2 separate regions of the Arachis hypogaea genome follow, and region 2 is linked to region 1. Evidence: chromatin contacts called from public Hi-C data. All regions are on one chromosome and are shown on one strand. Each heading gives the region's core, a stretch centred on a gene start, on an enhancer-like site or on the middle of the called end of the contact. The rest is flanking DNA. Distances are from core to core; before and after follow the strand shown.

Region 1 (6,866 bases), core at 1,160-3,659:
AACACTCAATCTCGAAGACAGTTCATAGTTCCATAAAATGGTCAACTGTTGACACATCCTAAAAAATACATAACTTCTGATGTCAACCCAGACCTGGATTTTAGACAGAGAGACAGGCATAATTTAGAGCTTTGAACCAGAAACAGCAGGACAGAAGAAAGATTGGTAAGATTCAGTTGTTTATACAGATGTTCATGAGACCACAGATCATATGGCAGGGACACTATTAATATGTTACAGCAAAGTAAAAGAGGCTGTGACCTATTGTTGCAACAGATAATTAGAAAAAGGGTTATACGCCTTATTGCTAATCCAAGGCATCAAAAAGACACAACAACCAAAATGAGAGAAAAAGAGAGAGAGGGGGGGGGGGGGGGGGGGACTTCGTAAATGCCACATGTAATCAGCTAGATCACATCATCAGCTTGAACAAGGAATGGGGATTAAGTACTAATCTGTATAAACAAAGTTAAATAAAAGAAAATTAAAAATAAAAAAGATGGAATAATTATTCCATCCACTGTTCATATTCTGTTGCTAAGCAATCCTTGTCTACACCAATTATTAATCCAAGTGCAAGGCAAATCAACTTAATCACAAAAGTGATGAGCCATAAATGAGAAATGTTAGGGAACAAAAACATTTTATCAATATTAGCCAACACACTGGGCCAATACTTTACCTTTATACTATTAGCATTTAGGATCTAGGGTTTAGAATTTAATGCTTAGTATTTAGAGCTGGCCAAGTGTTAGCAAAAAATGATAAACTTTGTTGGTCATATAGCCCTACTTGTCTTAAATAGCTTGTTTAAGAAGTTATATTCTTGTTAACTACTTGCAGATATTTTGTTGTCAGCACATATCATAAGATTCCTATATTAATCCACAGGACAAGTCTTACCGGAATGTCAGTTTTCATGCCAATACAAGTCACTGCATTGTGCCCATATCCAGTTAAGTCTGTTGATGTCTGCTCAGGAGCCAGCCTCACTGCATACAATAAATAAAACTTCCAAATTTCAAAATATAGAAAGGACTGGAAAATAAACAAGTATGGTATAATACTATAATGTTAAACAACTTGCAACTGATATAACTAACACACTGGTTTTTTCCTTCCAATGCCACCGCATTCTACAAATTTCATTCAAACATTCTTGTGCTAATCTCAAGATAACCAAACAATCAGCGGAAAAGGTGAGGCACTTTCAAGTGCACTGGCATCCCGCATTAATGTGGGTTTGGAGAAGGGCCGAATCCAAAAGAAATAATGTAGGCAGCCTAATAGATAATTACCTGTTTTCCCAGCTTAAACATGTGACATCTCAACCGTTGTACTAAGGCTCCCCTTCACAGACACTACGCACATAAATAGAATGATGTAAAATGCAAAAACAAAATAACTTACTGTTGAATTTCTTCTTCGCTATGCTTCCATTGTTGAGCGAATACAGAAAATTCTTGACAGCCTCGGCATTGAACCGCGCTGTGTACTGCAAAACAAAACAAAACAAAGCAATACACAGACGCATAATTAAAGACAAATTAACACCTAACAGCAACGAGTTCATTCCCAAAATTTAACAAATAATTACAGGCCACCTGAACCACAACAACATAATACTTGGAGTTTTTGCGATCGCTACAATCAACGACATTAGCGGGCGCTTGCGTGTTAACCTGACCAGTGAGCACGATAACAAGATTTCACGATTTCAGCTAATGAATTAAATTATAAAATGATTTTATAGTTTGAAGAGAATGAGGATAGTGAATACCAAAACGATGCTTTTGCAGAGATGTTGGATGGAGTGAGCAGCGAGGGCATCGCGTCGAGCTTCAAGAGACCAGTCGTAGTAATCAGGTGGGACCCTCTTGAAGGAAAAGTCGTTAACGGCGTTAGAGCGCAAAATGGAGGAAAGACGAGTAACGGTGTCAGCTTCGTCAACGATGGGAGAATCAGTTGATGGAGTGGAGTGGTTTTGGTTTTGTTTTTCTAACTCCGATATGCGTTTCAGGAGCTGGGTTTGAACTCGTTCCAGCTCCGCCAGGGCTTCCATTCTTGTTCTTGTGGTAGTTTGCTACAGAGCCACCTAGCTAGAGGGATTAGGTGTTAGAAAAACTAAATTAATTAACTAGAATAAAAGTATTTCTACAAATTACAAGAGTTTTGAAAAAAAATTCTACTATAGAATTTCATCCTTTTATAAAAAAAAAATTAATTAAATTCTTTTACACAAAAAAAAGAAAACCCAACTCCCCAACGCGTCACCCCTTCCCCCAACACCCCCTCATTCGTGAATGAATCAGAAGCAAAGTTCAAAAAATCCCCAAACCAAAACCCTAGCTTCAACGGTTCTGCCGCCGTCCGGGGTTGTCGTCGCGCTCAGGAACTTCCTTCTTCGCCTGGTTGTCGTGCTCCAAGTCTCCAATCCCTCTCCTTATTCACCAGTCGCCAGCGTTCTCGTCCAGGGGTCCTGTTCGGCCGCTCTTCGTCCGTCGTCGCGGTCATCGCCAGGTCGCCGTCGTTCGTCGCGTTCAACTGCTCTTCCTCATACTCTACTCACTGCCCTCACCGAAGGTAATGGTTGCTCTGCTCAGTGCTCAGCCTCGTTCTTGGTTGATTAGCTTTTGCTCTGTCCCTGCTTGATGATGATTGATGACTCTGTGTGCTCATTGTTCATTACTTCTTGCTTAAATTGAAAATCTTGTTAATCCTGTTAATTAAATTGAGGATTGATGACTCTATCACTGCTCATTGCTCATCCATTTAGAGATTTTCATTTTTATCTATTTCTTTTTCATGAGAAGAATTTTATTAAGATAAAGAGAAAAGAAAATGGAGAAAGAGATGATAGAGACCCACTTTACAAAAAATCAAGAAAGAAATCATATTGGTCATATGATCTACACAATCCATGCATTTTCATGTGTTCAGAATATCTAGGCTGTGAATTTATCTTGTTACCAGGCCCAACATAGAGCTAACAGAAAACTATTAATAAACTATGAATTCCTTGTCAAATGGTTGATATTTTTTGGGTTTGTGACTGATAGGAAATACTGGAAAGCTTAGGACTAAAAATGGGTAAGTTGCATTTTTTGATCCATTTTTTCCCTTGGAACTCAATTTTGGTTCCCAACTGTATCAATTGCACAACCTATTTGAGATGATATATTGGTGAAACAACAAAATGTGTTTTTATTTTTTGGTTTTTATTTGGTAACAATTGTAATGGGAACTTTTATAGGTACTTTCTCATGTTTTTAGATTGGGAGATTGCAGACTCGACACTGTAGTTTTGGTAATGCCATTTTCAGCAAGCTTTCAATTTGTTTACGTAATATCCTTGATATTCTTTCACCACCCCAGAACCCTTCACCATAACATATTAGCTCTTTCACTTGCAGTTTTCCTCATCTCGCTTCGGGTGCCCCAGCCGGCCACCACAAGTTCCTGGAAAACATCCCCGTCATCCTCCGCCTGCAGCGTTGCTAGTTACCCGAGAACCTCCACCTCGGCCTCATTGTCGTCTCCAGGTTCCTGCGCTACGGCTACCATCCCTTTTCCTCATCGGCGGAGCCGCCGGCCGCGTCGGTGACACATTCACCTAACCTCTCCGGCCTTCGTTTCGGCCCCACCACCAGCATTTCGAGCTTTTCTCTTCTCGATGGGTCTTCTCAGCATCATTCGTAAGATCAAAAGAAAAGAGAAGGAAATGCGAATTCTTATGGTGTGAGTTTCTTTCCACTTCCGATCTCTCTCTCAAAACCCTCTCTCGTTTTTGTTATCTACTTTCTTGAATTATTTTTTCCTAATTACCTTCTTGCCCTTTGTTTGCTACATACTATACAGGGGATTGGACAATTCTGGGAAGACAACAATCGTTTTGAAGATTAACGGGGAGGATACTAGCGTCATTAGTCCTACTCTTGGCTTCAACATCAAAACCATCACCTACCAAAAGTGAGGAATCTTCTTCTCATTTCACTTCACAAAACATCACAGTCCCTACTATTGTTAGCTATCTTGTACTATTTTTCTTAGGAGAGAAAAATATGAGGATGAGTTTATATTACTATAGTCACTATTTAGGGGTAGATATGGGTTGTGACCCCTTGGTAGCATTACTCTTTTGTTTAAAGGGAAAGACTTTGATTTTTTTTTTTTTTTTTTTTTGAAATTTGTCACTGATGAGTGAAATATCTCAGCTAAAACTGCAATTGGGAAATGTAGTTAGTTTGATAGTGGTGAAACTAAAATCTCATGTACGGTTCTGGAATAGTGATGACATTTCCAAACAACCATCAAAGTTTGATGGTATGATCAAAACATACTTAGATGATATTAATCTTTTCTAGATTTGAGTGCTGCTGTGTTTAAAGGATATGTCACTCCAACATTCCCATTTCCTTCCTTCTCATGGTCATACACAGAATAAAGAGGTGATTGTCAAACTTAATGATTAGACATTCTGGTTGACATACATGGATCACACTTAAAAAAGTAGGTGTGAGTTTCAATCATGAAAGTACTGATTGTGAACACAGTTGCATAACTAAAACTTATATTTACTTGAACTGCGATTTAGCGTTATGAGTTATGACTTAGTTGATGGCAGTCCTGTTTCCATATTTGTTATTGAGATCCCAAAATTTTGTTGAATCCATTTCTAGCTCGGGTGTTGGCTGAGATTTATTCTAAGTGCGTGAAAGATTTCCTTTTAGAATTTATTTGGGAGTATTTTCTTGTAATTTTCACTTTTTCGATACACAACATGCTCGTTCTTTTTGTTTTTGGCCTTTGTTTGCTTCATATCGTACAATAATTAACTAAATGCTAAGGCGTGTAAACACATTGAAATGGCAGGTACACCCTAAATATATGGGATGTCGGGGGACAGAAAACAATACGATCTTATTGGAGAAACTACTTCGAGCAAACGGATGGTTTGGTTTGGGTAGTTGACAGTTCAGATCTAAGAAGGTTGGATGATTGCAAAATGGAGCTCGATAACCTCCTAAAGGAAGAGGTCTGTTTTCTGTTCAATCCAAGTGGTATCTATTGTACTTAACCAAAGCGGTATCTCTTTTCTTATTGTTACTAACTTAGGTGCTCAATTCATAACTGTTTCTCCCTTAACTTCCTATATTTCTCAATTATTACTAATGTTCTTAATACCTTTTTTTTTTCCCTTGTGATAGAGGCTATCTGGAGCATCCTTATTGATACTAGCAAATAAACAGGACATTAAAGGTGCCCTTATGCCTGAAGAGATAGCCAAGGTAAACTTAATTTTGTCATCTCTAAGCAATCACTACATCAGTTCCTTAACTTTTTTATAGCCTCCCTCACCAAATTTATATAGTTTAACTTGTATTTATTCTCTCAAATGCTCTCTTTTGTAGTTAAATTTCTATGCCCAAACATTGTCTGCACTGAAATCTGTCTGAGAACTAATTTCAAATCATCTTTAACCTTTCCATGCATTGAATTTTGTCTTGGTTTGCATTTGGGGTAATGTGGTTGGGTGGTTAGTTAGGGGAAGTTAGTGACTATAAATAAAGAGAAGTGGGGATCAGGGTATTTGGCATTTGTCTTGGAAAGTGAAGACAAACTAACTGTTCCTCAAATCAGTGTAACCTTTTTTCTAGATTTCTTAACACAGCATATATGCGAATAACGAGTTGAACTCCTAAGCATGTCTAAAACACTATTCTATTATAGGTAGTATCATGCAAAATGCGAAAACAAAACTGATTTTGATATGATTACTATCAAATGAATTGTCACTTCAATTGTAAGCATCAATCATAATCATGAAAAGCTCACCGTTAAGTCTCTCATACCATATTCTTATAAATCAAGCTAGTTATCCCTGGTTTAATATATTATTGTTTGGTTTTTAATATTGTCCTTTACGGCTCAGGTGCTTAACTTGGAAGCCATGGACAAATCTCGTCATTGGAAGATAGTTGGCTGTAGTGCATACACTGGCGAGGGTCTGCTTGAGGGTTTTGATTGGTTAGTCCAGGACATAGCCTCCAGAATCTACATGCTTGATTAATAATTCAGGAAATGGTTCAACCTTTCCTGAGCATCCTTGAACCTAGTATGCTGTCTTTGGAATAAACTGTCCATTGCATCACTGAGACTTTCCAAGTTTTTATATTTTCAAAATTTTTTTTTTTTCATTTTTATTACCTTGTCGTTGCTTTTCTGGCACTGTAAGATTTTGAAGAAATGTCAGAATACTGTAGGAAGGTGTATAAAACTGAAGTGGAATGATTATGATTTATGAGTGCATGTCCGATAGCTTCATTCAAATGTGAAAGATGATAGAAAACTAGTGACAAAAATATGGGAGATTAGTTAAGTGACAAAGTTAGAGTTTAATAATCTTTGAATCAAGGTAGTAAAACTCATATATGATAGAAGTTACAAATTTAATAGTAATTAAATTATTATTTTTTTATTTTATCAATTTTTTCATCTTAGAAGTTTTTTTTCGATATTTTATATCATACTTTATCCTTCAGTTTTGTAATAAGGTACCAGTATGTACAAATCTAAAGCTTTTAATATGTTGATATTCATATACAATTTTTTAGCCAGGCACATGAATTTCTCGGCGCGTAAAATTCCACGTGCAAGCGCTTTTCGCATAATTTATGATCCATCTTATGGATCATAGCACTTCCTCTTTTTGCCACTTCCAACCAGTATTTACCACCATATTCGTGCCACCTTTCTCCCTTAGAATCGACCTTGAGTTGGTTTTACTCCTTGATTCATGTTTCCCTTATCCTTCTTTCATTTTTTATACACAAACCTCGCCTTCCACACACGTGCGCACAAGCTTC
Region 2 (6,866 bases), core at 1,429-3,928, 580 kb after region 1:
AGTTGTAGACCAATGGGTACACCCGTAACTAAAGGAGACAAGTTCAGTCTCAAGCAATGCCCCAAAAATGATCTTGAGATGACAACAATGCATGATAACGCTTATGCATCAGCACTAGGGAGCTTAATGTATGCTCAAGTCTGCACACGCCTCGATATATCATTCTTAGTGGGAGTGTTGGGTAGATACTTGAGCAATCCTAGTATGGATCATTGGATAACTGTTAAACGCGTAATGCGTTATCTAAAGAGAACAAAGGATTACATGCTTACTTATCAGAGATCAGAAAATTTGGAGATCATTGGGTACTCTGATTCCGATTTCATGGCATATGGTTGCGAAACTTTGTCACTGAGCTTCGTATAGTAGATGACATTGAAAGGTCATTAAAGATATTTTGTGACAATAAGTCAGCAGTACTATACTCCAATAACAATAAGAGCTTGACAAAATCGAAGCATACAGACATTAAGTTCTTAGTTGTCAATGAGAAAGTTGAAGAAAAACATATTTTCATAGGACATATAGGAACAGAGTATATGCTAGTAGACTCAATAACCAAGAAATTGATCCCTAAAGTCTTTCATGAGCACACTGCTCGGATGGGTGTCAATATTTGTGATGCCTTAGTTTAGTGGGAGTTTATTTTATACTATATGTTCTATGACAGATATTGAGTTATTTTTCTGCAAAATTAAGTTGATGGTTTATTTCATGTTATGTGAAATGTTCATTTTGCAATATTTGTATTGTGTTTTATCTCAATAAAGTTTTAAAGTTGGACCAGCTGGAAATAGACATGCATGAGATCACTTGGCATGTAATTTCCATGTTACTCATCCAAATTTGATCTATGTCGTTAAGTATATTAGGATGGTGATTGTCGTGGTTTAGTCACGACATTAATGTGATAAAAGCCGGGGTAGTTCCATATCTAATATATGAGACGGACCAGATTGTTAAAGTAATGAGAGAAATAGCATTCAGATGCGCGCATAAAGTTTATAAGATGTGATTATGTCAAATATATGTATAGCCCAAGTGAGAGATTGTTAGGAAATTATTTTAATTTTCTAATTTGTTTGTGGACAATACATATATTAATTATAATCACAAATTATGCTATTTCAAATTAAATGACTTATATAATGGTGATCTCATTTATTGTTATAAATGCTAAATTGAATAAGTCATTATTACTTTTGATTTGGAATTAAATGAGAATAAAAAGCAGATATTATCTTTTATTCCTTAGATAATTATTTTGTATTTTAGATATATTATCTTTTAGACTTTAGATACTATTTTATTTGGGCTTTACGGTTTAATGGGTGTCATGCTCAAATATAAATAGTCCTTCAGGGTTTCGGTCCCCAATATACCAAAGCCGCCTTTGTTGCTCTTTCCCCATCAAAAGAGTTGCAATCCAGTCGCCTAGGAATACAGAAGGCTTTAGTTGAGGAAGATCGAAGGAACCACAAGATTGAGACAATCCTTCCATCTAATTTCTAATTTCTATTAGTAAAGGTACGCTTCCACATTATGATATATTTTTGGTGACTCAATATGGATGATCTGGATTAATAAAATAATTTATTCCAACATGTTCTTTATTTTAATTACACTTTTAAGTACTCTGAATAGATTTATTTTATTATACTTTTAATAACCAAACTAAACATTACTTATGTTAGTAAAGAGTGATCCACGGCATTGAGTGAGAGGATAGGAGATAGCGATGATTTCGGCGCTGGCTATATTGAATAGGACGGCAAAGTTATTGACGATGGGAATTCAACGACGTCGTTAAGGGATAAAGAAAGAGAGATTGCGTGAGAGGGCAGTAGATGACGACGACGTCGTTCTTCTTGTCACCACGGCGACTACGATGCTTGGAAGTACTGAAGCTACGTGACGGAGAAAGAATGGAGGAGTGGAAAGATGTTTCAATTAACGGGAGTGAGGTGTTGATATTTTAAGAAATTATATCATTACCCATCTCAAATAATAAATTACAAAATAATCCAACTATGGTTAATATAATAACCAATTAAAACGTGACACATGATAAAGAATAATTTATACGTTATTTTAGAGAAAATTGGATAGAATTCACCTAATTAAATATAGTCCATTTCTAATTGTTAAATTCATCATTTTTTTTCTATTAATTTTGACCAAAAGAACATACTTCATACAACACAAGCGAAATCACTACGATCATAGTAATATAGCTGACTTTCGTCACACTGTGCTACCCCATTTCTAAAACTATCCAATATCATCTTTTTAAACCTTTGCTAAGGATTATTGTTGTCCTTCAATTCTTCGCTACATAATAAATGGACACAATATTATCTAAACGTATATCCAATTTTCAAGAAAGTACGATGGAATACTTGAAACGTTTCATAAAGTACAATGACATATGTGAAAACTTTCCCAATGAATATATAAAAGATAATAGAAACAGGATACTAGATAGGGATGGATGCAATGAAAATGAAAAGCACGCAGTGGGAACGTTCGAGTGTCCGGACCGTTGACATTGTCAATTTTCGATTAGATCGATCGGTCGGTCCAGTCCAATTTTAAAAATCATGACTCGAACTGAACTAGCTAGGTCACGGACTGACCTCCTGCAGCCAGCTCACGGTCACGGAGACTCAGTACTCTCTCGAAATCACAAAACCACAGCACATGATTCCAAAACTTCCATTTATATTCCCTATCTCTTTCTCTCCATCTCTCTGTGCCCCACTAATTTTTTATATCAAATATAATTGGAATTTTATCTGATATAAGAATTATGTGATTTTCTTTTTCTTCAAAGTACTACTTTTTTTTATACTAATTAAAATTTAGTCCAATGATAAAAATGATTAATCCACAATAACATAATGAACTAGTTACTACTATATCCCTATAGCTTCCTCGGTAGTGGATGGATTGTTATTATTACGAGGGACAAACTTATGGTAGCGTTAGATATATAATCCATGATTCTACTTGTCGGTTTAATCTCTTTTCGTCAAGTGATTTTATAATATATACATGTTTTTAATAAAACGATTTAGGCTTTGATTCTTAGAATAAGAAAAAATTTAGTATATGAGAAATAAAAAAATATTTATGTATAATCACATTTTAAGTTGAAAAGAGATTATTGTTTGAAGAGATGAATTATATATAAAATTATTTATGTATCTTTAGTTATCAGTGTAAATTTAAAAATAATATTTGCATTTTTTTTGTACATAACCTTTTTTATATATTCTCTTTTTATGGTATAAAAAAATATTTTATCTTCTTTTACTTTTTATCGATCATTTTGAATATTAAAAAGCTAAAAGTGTACAAAAGAATTGTAAAAAAAAAAATTAGTGCAAATAACGTTATTCCCGTGGTGTTTAAATTTTTGAAATAAAATAATTTTATAATAACATGTATATTTTTTAGTAAGCCTTATCAATTTTTGTTATGGAAAATTCAACTAATTCAATTTAATTTCTTGAAATTTAAATAAGAATTTCAAACTTATATAATACATACACTTGCTTAAAGAATTAAATTTCCTATTATTTTGACTATTGTGATATTGTTACAAAAGACACATTGCATGTTGTGGTTGATTTTTTTGTTATGGAAGCTGTGAATGTGTTGTGCATAATTATAGATGTTAGAGGTAGTAGACCAATTTGTGGGACAATTTTTGTTCAAATTTGGTGTTAAGAAATTGGACCCTTCGATTTCATTGTTGAAAATTTTTTGTAAGCAAATCGGAGGGTCCGTTTTGTATGAAGGAAATATCTGAAATTTATATGAAACTTATCGGACATTTCGAGTTCTGCATGAATGAAAATTTCTTTTTTATTTTCCCTCAACAACTCGCATGGTCTGTGTTGTAGTGAATAAGTCGGACTGTCCGATAAGCCTCGCCCCACTCGCACCGTCCGATTTCTTACCTGCTGACACCACATGCAGGTAAAGCACACCTGATCCCCATAACGGGGTCCTACCCCATTCTAGCCTCCATAATAAAATTAAAAAGTGGCATGTTGTTGCTATCTAATAAGAGTGTTAGGGATCAGTAAATTTTGTGATTTGTAACCATTAATTAGTCATTATCGATATTTTTAATGGTGTAAAATTTTATCTAATGGTATAAAATTATTCACTTTTTTTTTACTGATTAAGTGCTGGCTAAATTTTAATAAAAGTGTTGGTCCCTTAGACTTTTTCATCTAATAATCTGAGAGTCAGAAACCATGACAATTTAATCATGACTAAATAGACAAAAAATATACATAAAAAAATTTGCGATGAGTAAAAATATATATAAAAATTTATAATTAAAATATACTTCAAGAATTGTTTTTAATAAAGAAAAATCGAAAATTTATAAATATTAAAATCTCGCTAAGTATAATGTTTTCGTCGTCAAAACCAATCTTTTAAATACGGTGAAAGTTCAGGTATAGTCGACTTCACATAAAGTTGATAATTAAGAGTTATTAGATAAAAATTTAGTCAAATCAATTAAATTATCTAACAGTTCTTAATTATTAACTTTACGTGAAGTCGACTGCACTTGAGTTTTCATCGGATATTTATGTATCTTTGATGTGTATCTTTATTCATCCCAAACTCTTCCTTTTATATTTCTTGTCCATTTATTCGGTTAATTATATCTATTCTTGTTCTGCACATAATAAGACGTTGTTGAGTGCATGCATGTCTTCGCGGATGTTCTATATGATGCCATGTGTTACTTACTGCATGTTGAATAATATATAATCTTATTCTAGCTATATATCTTGTTTAACGAAAGGTTAAACTCATTAATTAGCTAGCTAGAATCTTCAAAGATGCATGTCTCTTGCTCTCTCTCTATATATATGGCACCCTTCACAATATATTCTCACTTATCATAGAAAACCGATAAGGGTTCGATTTCCACTTTCTACATTCAAGCAATCCGAGGAAAATCAAAGAGAGAAGAAAACAAAGATAACTTAATTAGCGATGTTTCCAACAACCTCAAAAGCTACGTTTTTTATTTTCATGATTCTAATGCTGAATGCTATGCCACCAATAATCTTAGCATGTGGTCCTTGCACGCAGCCGCATCCATCACCACCTCACCACCACTACCGCCCAAAACCCCCGCCACATCACGGCGGAGGAGGAAAACACCCCTCGAAACCGCCGTCATATCCATCACCACCAGTCATCATCATCCCGCCTCCAGTGCAACCCCCTCCAGTAATCATATACCCGCCGCCGCCGGCTCGAGCGACCTGTCCGATCGACGCGCTGAAGCTAGGGCTGTGCTTGGACGTTGCCGGAGGGATTGTGCATGTGGGAATAGGGAACCCGGTGGAGAATATTTGTTGTCCAGTGATTCAAGGGTTGCTTGATCTTGAAGCGGCGATTTGTCTTTGCACCGTTATTAGGATTAAGCTTCTTAATCTCAACATATTCATACCTGTTGCTCTTCAGGTTCTTGCAACTTGTGGCATGACTCCTCCTCCTGGTTTTGTTTGTCCACCTCTAAAATAGTTAATTAATTAATTAATTAAGGACTAGCTAATACTACTTTGTAGCTTAATAATTCCATTTTCATACTCTATTATATATAAATTATCATCAAGGTCATATATATGTATGTTTTAAGGTGTTTCAATTTAATTAATTTTGCTGTGCTATATATTAGGGTTTTTCTTATGGGTTCATGTAATAACTAGTTAATACTACCTCTTATCTATCATAAAAGACTTATGGATGTGTAATATATGTTGTTTATTTTAAGCCCAACGACATAACTCTCATTATGTTTTTCTAAGTGTTTTGTTGTGATATATTTAATTATTTATTGGGCTTAATTTGAAATAAAAGAAATATTGAACAGGCGTTTAAAAGGACAAACACATTGTGTTTGGTATTCCTAAAACAGTTTGGACAGATAGACAATGATTTTTATAAATAATGTAAACAATAAATTCTAAAAAAATCTAATAACGTAAAAAAAATACTTCATTCCTAATTTATCTCTTAAATCCTAATGTTAGAATAACCATTCGTACATTTAATAATAAATTGAACATTCAGTTATTATTAATTATGTATGAGTAAATTCAATAAAAAAAAATAACTATCTAATTAAGAATAATTAAGATAATAATCAGTATACCTATTAAATTGAGCATTTGACATATCAATTGTTCACATTATTATTTAGTATTCTTATTATTCTTATTATTTCCCTACATTTTTCTTAAAAAATATTATATGTTAGTATTTGTCGTTTTCAAAAATTAAAAGTATTTTTAAAAGTATCGAGTGATAAATTTTTTAAAATTAATTTGTATATATTAAAATTTAAAAGTCTAATATAATTTTATATATTAATAAATATTTAAATTTATGATTTTTTAATCTTAAAAGTTATTTTTACCAAACATAATTATTATTCTTTATGTTTATTGAAAATATTTTTTAGATTGATTTACTAAATATGGATAAGGTAACTTTTTAAAAAAATATAATTTTGAAAAGGCAACTTTTTATAAATTACTTAAAAAAATTATTTTTCAAAATTTAATTTTTATAAATTTTCGAAATGTAAAAACTTTAAGGCTGCAAACACTGATTCGATTAGTGGATAACTTTTGGGACACCAATACTTCTGTCTACATATATGCTTATAATTTGGACAACTTAATTAGATGCATTTGAGTTAAAAATTAATTAACTAGTTGAGTTATTAAACGCTGTATGGTTAGGATTTATGTACATAAAATACGTACATATACTTAAAAAGCAATGCACAAGGCCTATGTAATTATGTAAAATAGTCAAACAAT

What was found. Hi-C and Micro-C count contacts between places; a contact is called where the count stands out from the background.
Region 2: a contact with region 1 is called in a Hi-C map of leaf, with 2.5 times the contacts expected there. The contact joins the enhancer-like site here to the promoter of LOC112720823 in region 1. A contact is called at or near these places in 2 of 8 Hi-C or Micro-C datasets (both in leaf).

Annotation. Positions count from the first base shown.
Region 1 is chr11:48,331,062-48,337,927 of arahy.Tifrunner.gnm2.J5K5, forward strand. It overlaps LOC112720823 (ADP-ribosylation factor-like protein 2), which reads left to right and starts at 2,410. Exons shown (of 7, transcript XM_025771916.3): 1 at 2,410-2,583; 2 at 3,254-3,307; 3 at 3,414-3,738; 4 at 3,859-3,969; 5 at 4,873-5,035; 6 at 5,208-5,288; 7 at 5,933-6,330. The coding sequence starts at 3,674. The coding sequence ends at 6,070. It overlaps LOC112720822, which reads right to left and starts at 2,093. Exons shown (of 5, transcript XM_025771915.2): 1 at 1,781-2,093; 2 at 1,605-1,682; 3 at 1,411-1,495; 4 at 904-992. The coding sequence starts at 2,062.
Region 2 is chr11:48,910,448-48,917,313 of arahy.Tifrunner.gnm2.J5K5, forward strand. No RefSeq gene overlaps it. Among protein-coding and RNA genes, the nearest start is that of LOC140176355, 6.2 kb to the left of the region's middle. Within about 2 kb of position 2,679, at least 2 of the 3 cell types and tissues checked have open chromatin away from gene starts, as enhancers often do.